Regions from separate parts of the Sus scrofa genome. Here region 2 is linked to region 1. A link is a contact called in public HiChIP or PLAC-seq data. All regions are on one chromosome and are shown on one strand. The core of a region is the stretch at or near the end of the contact, and the rest is flanking DNA. Distances in the headings are between cores, read along the strand shown.

The links. HiChIP or PLAC-seq counts read pairs in DNA pulled down with a chosen protein or histone mark.
Region 2: a contact with region 1 is called in an H3K27ac HiChIP or PLAC-seq map of skeletal muscle, with 12 times the contacts expected there. The contact joins two enhancer-like sites. A contact is called at or near these places in 1 of 47 Hi-C or Micro-C datasets (heart right ventricle) and 1 of 2 datasets of contacts at active chromatin or transcription factors (skeletal muscle).

What each region holds. Positions count from the first base shown.
Region 1 is chr5:93,688,173-93,691,718 of Sscrofa11.1, reverse strand. No RefSeq gene overlaps it. Among named protein-coding and RNA genes, the nearest start is that of KITLG, 330 kb to the left of the region's middle. Within about 2 kb of position 2,093, at least 18 of the 83 cell types and tissues checked have an H3K27ac peak or open chromatin away from gene starts, as enhancers often do. A contact at or near this core is called in skeletal muscle, where this site is marked.
Region 2 is chr5:94,182,143-94,185,318 of Sscrofa11.1, reverse strand. No RefSeq gene overlaps it. Among named protein-coding and RNA genes, the nearest start is that of KITLG, 170 kb to the right of the region's middle. Within about 2 kb of position 1,863, at least 2 of the 83 cell types and tissues checked have an H3K27ac peak or open chromatin away from gene starts, as enhancers often do. A contact at or near this core is called in skeletal muscle, where this site is marked.

The DNA of each region.
Region 1 (3,546 bases), core at 844-3,343:
CCAGATATATTTATTTAACACTATATCAACAACAAATTAGGACCCGGGGCCAAACCCAGGCCTCTTCTGGTTTTTATGTAGTTTTACTAGCACGTAGTCATGCCCACTCTTTTGCATACAGTCAGTAACTGCCTTCAAGCTACAAAGCAGTGTTGAATAACTGTGGTAGAGACTGTCCATCCTGCAAAATCTTGAATATGCCCTACCTGTCTCTTCACGGAAAGGGCTTGCTGACCCCTGATACAGACTGTGGTTGACTTTGAATACTAAGAAGACACATTGAGTAAGATTCAGGTGCTGCCTTGAAGGTAGTGCTGAGCCCACGGGCAGTCTTCCTTTCAGAGAATACGGAGTTTACCTTTTAATAGGATAAGCTTAGTGGTTAGCGAACATGACTTGAGATCCACCTTATTTAGAAGATCTGCAACCTCAAGGAAGCTGCCAGAACAGAACACTGAGAAGTGAAAAATCAACTATCAATCTTGAGAGCACTTCAATAATATCTGAGATTTAATGATGCCTGAAAAGTAGGCCAAACTGCACACATGGCAAATGCTATTTTTGCCTAGCAATCTCCTCTTCACATTCAAGAGCAAACGATAGCCTCAGCAACTCTAGAAGCACAGTGGATATTCAAATGGTATATTTCATAACTGGCTCTCTTTATGACTAGGGGGTTCTCAAGGGATCATCTTACTATTCCCAGCATGCAGCACATTTCTTGGAATGACATGTAATAGATGCTCAATAAGTGCTTCTGAACCAAATTGAACTGAACGTAGAGGTTGAGGTTGGACAAAGATATTTACCTTGGCCTGAGTTGTTGTATTGACACCAAAGGAATCGAAGTCTTTGTTTCCACACTTAGGGAATAAATACTAATTTTCCCAGATTTTTTTCACTCCTTCCCACACTTTCCAAACTGATTGCTTTTTAAAGGTAATAAAAGCATATGTTTTTCAAATATTTACCGAGCACCTTCTCTGCGCAAGGCAATCCGTAGCAGCCATAATTCCTTCTGGTCACATGATATAATTATTTTTTCTTCTGTATTCCCTTGAGATCATTAAGATCTCCCTCTATGCTGAGGACAGGCAAGCCTGCCGTTGTTGACATGGCCAGATGAATGTGTCTAGGCTGAGAAGTAAGAGGCAGTCTTCACCAGAGGAATCAGGGTAAAACAGCAGTTGCCTTAAGTTGGCCAAGTGAAACATGCACCAGTTATTGACGGGCTAACCAGTTCAGATGAAAGCTTCTAATTATGGAATCATTAAGGCACACACTTTAGGAACATGGAAAAACCACGCGCCACGCAGTGTGCCCAGAAGCAGTCTTCCAGTTGTGTGGCTGTACTTAAACACAGTGCTCCTTTCTGAGGGCCTGCCATTTGTAATAGCCCTGAGATGAATCACGGTGAATTTATGAATGTGATTCTGCGTCACCCATTACACAAGCTCTCCCCTAGGGAAGTGAACCATCCTGAGAGCCACTTCTAATGAGCAGAAATTGTTACTGTCCCTTGCCACCAGCGCGGGGTGGGGGTGGGGGGAATGCATGCCTAGGGGGCGGGCGGGGAGCATGGATAATTTGGTTGTACAGAAATAGTGAGAAGGGTGAGAGATAGGCATCTGTTTTCAGCCCTCGTGGCCTAGGGAACCGTACTCCCAGTGCTCAAAGCCAGGATCCCTCTTAGGCAATAAATAATTCAAGAAGCCCCACAGCAAGTGTCTGGCAAGGAGGTCTGCTTCCTGAAAGCTGCCTCCTGGACTAATCTTGGAAAAGCCATGGATCACCCTGTAGCTCAGACAGGCAGGATTCCTGCTTTCCACCTCAGCATTGGGCCGAGGCTCTCAGCCAGGGTACATCAGGAGGAAACCAACACAATCCTGTCATTGTTTGTGTTATTTATAGCTTATTGTTTAAAAAAATTGGAAATGACTCCTTCTGTCAAACTTAAGATCTCACACATGAATCTGGCTGGCACTTGTACTGGAGCAGATTTCAAAAACAAATTTGATCTATTATACACTATGTGAAGGAAACGACAAACAGCAAAACCCCCTCCTTTCTGATAGTGTGCTTTCCTCTGTGTTCCTCCAGCATCTTCTCCTAACATTCACCCAGAGTAATTTTGGATGAGAGGCCAGCTGGCTTTCGGTTTCTGAATACCTCCCAGTTTTTCTGTGCAAAACCTTAGGAAGCAGAAGCTCAGATATCTCCTGTTTGCTTAATCTCTGATTTTATTCTGGTCTCTCTAATACGAAGACATTCATGGAAAAGATTAATAAAATGTGATCCATATATGATATACAAAATGCCATGTGTAATCTATAAAATGTCATCAGGTGCTACTTTATGATTATAGAGTAAGACACCCACACTGTCAGACCTCAGCCCGCAGCCCCTCAAAAGTCCTATCGTTTAGTGTATCTTTAGTCAGTAAAGACACTGGTAAAAGTGATGGGAAAGATGGATAGAGTGGGTGAAGTCAGTACTGACACGTGTATTTTAGTGTAAAATGTGTTTTCTGCAGACTTTAAAACTAAGGTCACTGACAAATAGTGAATACCAAGGGGCTCTTTCATTATTTACTATAGAATGGAAATGAGATCAGATTCCTTTGGGCCTTGCAATTGATTGTCCCCCTGAAACGTTTCTATAAATCTTCCAAGTGGACAGCAACTGTTCTTATCCTGTGTGCTGACTCTTCCAGACACTACCTGCAAAAGAACAAGCAGAAAATATCCTCCTATACTTTTTATTTACTGGTTCTGCCAAATGCTTATTTGCCTCTAGGGGGCATTTCTGAAGACTGCAAAGGCAAGTGTTTCAGCTCCTATGGTTGTCAAACCAGATGGCTCAGGAATAAGAACAAAAGAGAAGTAGTAAGAGAAAGGGAAGGTAAGACACTTTGATCAAGTCGGCTTTGATTGCTGTAAGCAGGAAAAAAAAGTCCAGCTGGTTTCTGAATTGAATTGGGAAATGAAAAAGATTGACTTTTAAAAATGATTTAAATTTTTTCATATAGCTAATTTTCCCAGATAGACAATCTCTGGCCTTTAACAGAGAACAAATGCCGTAAAAAATAAAGTAAGTATCATTTGAAAGACAACACTAAGGGTTGGTGCTATAACGACTACATTAATTCACTGAAGAGTGGGAAAGACTTAACCTTACCTGAGAGAGACATCTCCCATTTTCTCTTTCGGCTGAGCCCACAATGTGCAGAAGTTCCCAGGCCAGGGATCGAACCCCTGCCACGACAGTGACAGCACAGAATCCTTAACTGCTAGGCCACCAGGGAGCTCCAGACACCTCCCATTTTTAAGGTCAGAATTTATTTGGAAAAGAAGAAGAGTGTTGCAATACTCAGAAATTTTTGCAGAGCAAATGATATTCTTTTGAATGAGTTCTTCAAAACCCTGGTATCAGGATTATGATTTAGTGTTACTCCAACGTTAGTATCTTCAGGTTCGGTTGCCCAATATATCAATTAGCTCCATTGCATCCTCAGTCACTTTGAATGCCTTACTTTGTTCTTCTGTA
Region 2 (3,176 bases), core at 614-3,113, 490 kb before region 1:
TAATTGATGGACAAGTCAATTAGTACATTTTTCACTGCATTGAACATCCATAGGGCATATAGCAATGAAGTAAAGTTATAATGTCCAAATCAACACAGTACATTAATAAAACTGATAGAAATAAGCATAGTTATTTACTATAACTTGAATGTGCTGAAGAGTAAGAATGAGTTAAGAACCGTACTAGAACAATAATGAGCAGCCCCAAAAGGTATTAATCAGATCTTGTGTGCAACCCATTATAAGAGATATACTATACAGAATTAAAATAATAAATAAGGGAGTTCCTGTTGTGGCTCAGTGGAAGCAAATCTGACTAGCATCCATGAGGACACAGGTCCTATCCCTGGCCTTGCTCAGTGGGTTAAGGATCTGGTGTTGCCATAAGCTGTGGTGTAGGTCACAGACATGGCTTGGATTTAGCATGTCTGTGGCTGTGGCATAGGCCTGTGGTTACAGCTCCAATTCTACCCCTAGCCTGGGAACCTGCATATGCTGCGGATGCAGCCCTAAAAAGATTTTTAAAAAAAGATAATAAATAAGAAACAGTTTCTAACCCAAGTTGTTGGTAATACATTTGGAGGAACCAACTAAATGCAGAAAGTGCCCTGAAAATAATCATCAAATAAGGTGGAATTTTTCCTTCCCACCAATAGATCCAAGTCTCTCAATTCTAAAAACCAATACTGTATCTTCTCTTAACACTATAAATAATCCCAGTTATTATAATAAAGAGTACACCAAACAGAACTTAGGCTGGTCAAAAACAAAACAAAACAAAAACAATCCTAAATCACTCTTGTCTTTCCCACTTTGTTCTTCAGAAACTTGACTGTTAGAGTCAAGCAATTTCAATCCAATGCAGGTATTGCAGTGGCTAAAAGATTCATTTTAAATAACACACATACACATACAAATACACACAGATATAGTTACACACATACCTTACACACACACACACACAGTTATATTTATATTATTTACATTTTTTTCTCTGTTGATTCACATGTAATTAACTATAGTGGCATTACAGTTGGTCCTGTGAGTAAACTCCAGTTTTTCTCACTCAAAAATCAGTAAGAATCCTGAAGTATTACAATCAAGATAAGCATCTCTGTCCCAAGTCTGGTCTGTGTTACCTTTTCACTGTCCCATAACACATTCGCCCATGCTGTCTGTGTTGGGGTGTCCCCATTTTATTTTCTGATTTTAATTCTAAATGTGTCTCTATACTTTTTCTAAGTATAGCTTCTAAGACCTGCATCTTCATCAGTTAATTTTAATGAGAGCCTTGCTTTCTTCCTATGCCCTTTGCAAAATAGTAACTACTTTGTTTTCTAAATACAGCCACTGGCTCTAGCCTACTTCAGGATCAGCCCCCAAGCCTCCCTGGTTCCCGGTTCTTTCTTCCAGATCGCTGTTCTCCACTGTCCTTCCCTGCCACTGAGGCAACTGGGAAAGGGCTTTATTGAAAATATTTAATAGCCATTTTTTTAACAACAACAACAACAAATCATTTTCCATGTGGACTAGATCGAGCAAAGAGATATGGCCTGCACAAGCAGGAACAACACATCACATAGAAAAGGTAACTCCCTCTGGGAAAAATATCCAGATAGCCATGTGCTTTCACTGGAATTTCAAGACAAGAAAGGGCGGAACCCCAGCTCTTCTTTCATGTCTGTTCCTTTGTCTTACCACAGCATGTGCTGGACAAGAAAAGGAAGTTTGCTTTCTTCTTTGTTGTTGTTGTTGCTATTTTTGTTTTTCCAATGGGCAGCTTAGTTTTATTTCTGACGTAGAAGTCTAGGTGGTGAGTCAGGAGGAAATTTGATGTGAAAGGGGGTGTGAGCTAGCACACTGGCTGGGACATTCACAGCAGGTGGAGGGTCTGGAAGGATCTGCCAGCACCTGCTGTGCTGAGCTTTCAAACAAAGTGAGAGAGAAATTGACATTGATAAGGGCTTACAGAGCCAAGCACTCAAGGCGGACATCGTTGCCTTTCCACCCATCCGCCGTGGCCTTCCCAGTTCTTCTCTTGCTGCAGAGTCCTTCTCGTACAGGGAAATAAAAGGCTGAATACTCACTTCTCCCAGCTTTTCTTGCCGCTCAGACACAGGCATGTGAGTCAGTGCAGGCTAAGGGATGTTACTGGGCACTTGAGGAAGAATTTTCACGGATGAGAGAGATGCAAAGATAAATGGCCACCTTTTTGCTTTGGACATCGTCATAGAAAGACATGCTATCTGGAGCTCCTGCAGCCACAAGAACCACAGAGAAACTGCCCTAGATCTTTGACACCTTGGAGCCTGTGCACCCACCCCGGGAAGCCCTACTTCTGTGCTTTTTGAAAAATTAATCTCTTCCAGCAAATCCTTTGGCGTGGAGGGTGTGTCTCTGGCAGTCACAGGCATCCTAACTGAACAACACTCTGCCAGACCCTTGCAACATGACCTCTTGGGATGTTTATAATCATCCTGCCAGGGACGCATTGTCCCCCATTTGAGAGATGAGAAAACCGAGGCTCAGAACGATGAAAGACTTGTCCCGGACTCCAAACCTCTGAAGTACAAAAGCCAGGGTTTGAGTCTGTGAGCCTGTGCCTGGAGGATCAGTGCACCACTAATTCTCATTCACTTTCTGCCATTGTATCACATGCCCCTGCTTCTGCGGAACTGCAAATATTTGCCAGCTGAGTATTTGAAACTGGCAGGGAGGGTATAGACAGGTGTGTCTTTGTTCTGGATCACAGCAAGTATTTTAAGAAGCGAAGAGTTGAGCACAAAAGGCATGTTTATTTGTTGCATGACATTTTAAAAAATGAGAACATTGAGATGTTTCGAAGTAGAGTCAAAGGGCTGGGCATATATATCCTCAATTATAATTAAATATTGAGTAACAAATAGAAACTGAGCTTTGAATTTTTTTTTTTTTTTTTTTTTTTTGAAATGGCAAGTCACTTGTGAGAAACTAGAGGATGAGGACCAGAAGAGAGTGCTCTGGGGAAGATGGAGTGCTTGGTGGAAATTCTTAAAAGTCATGGAGTTCCAAAAAATACTTGACAAAGATTTAAAAAGCCGACTCTAGCAAATGCGTTCAAGTCCTTCCATTTAGAAAACTCACAGAATCCCTCTAAAATGGAAGAGAGATGAAGAACAAAAGGCAGAGCATGCTGT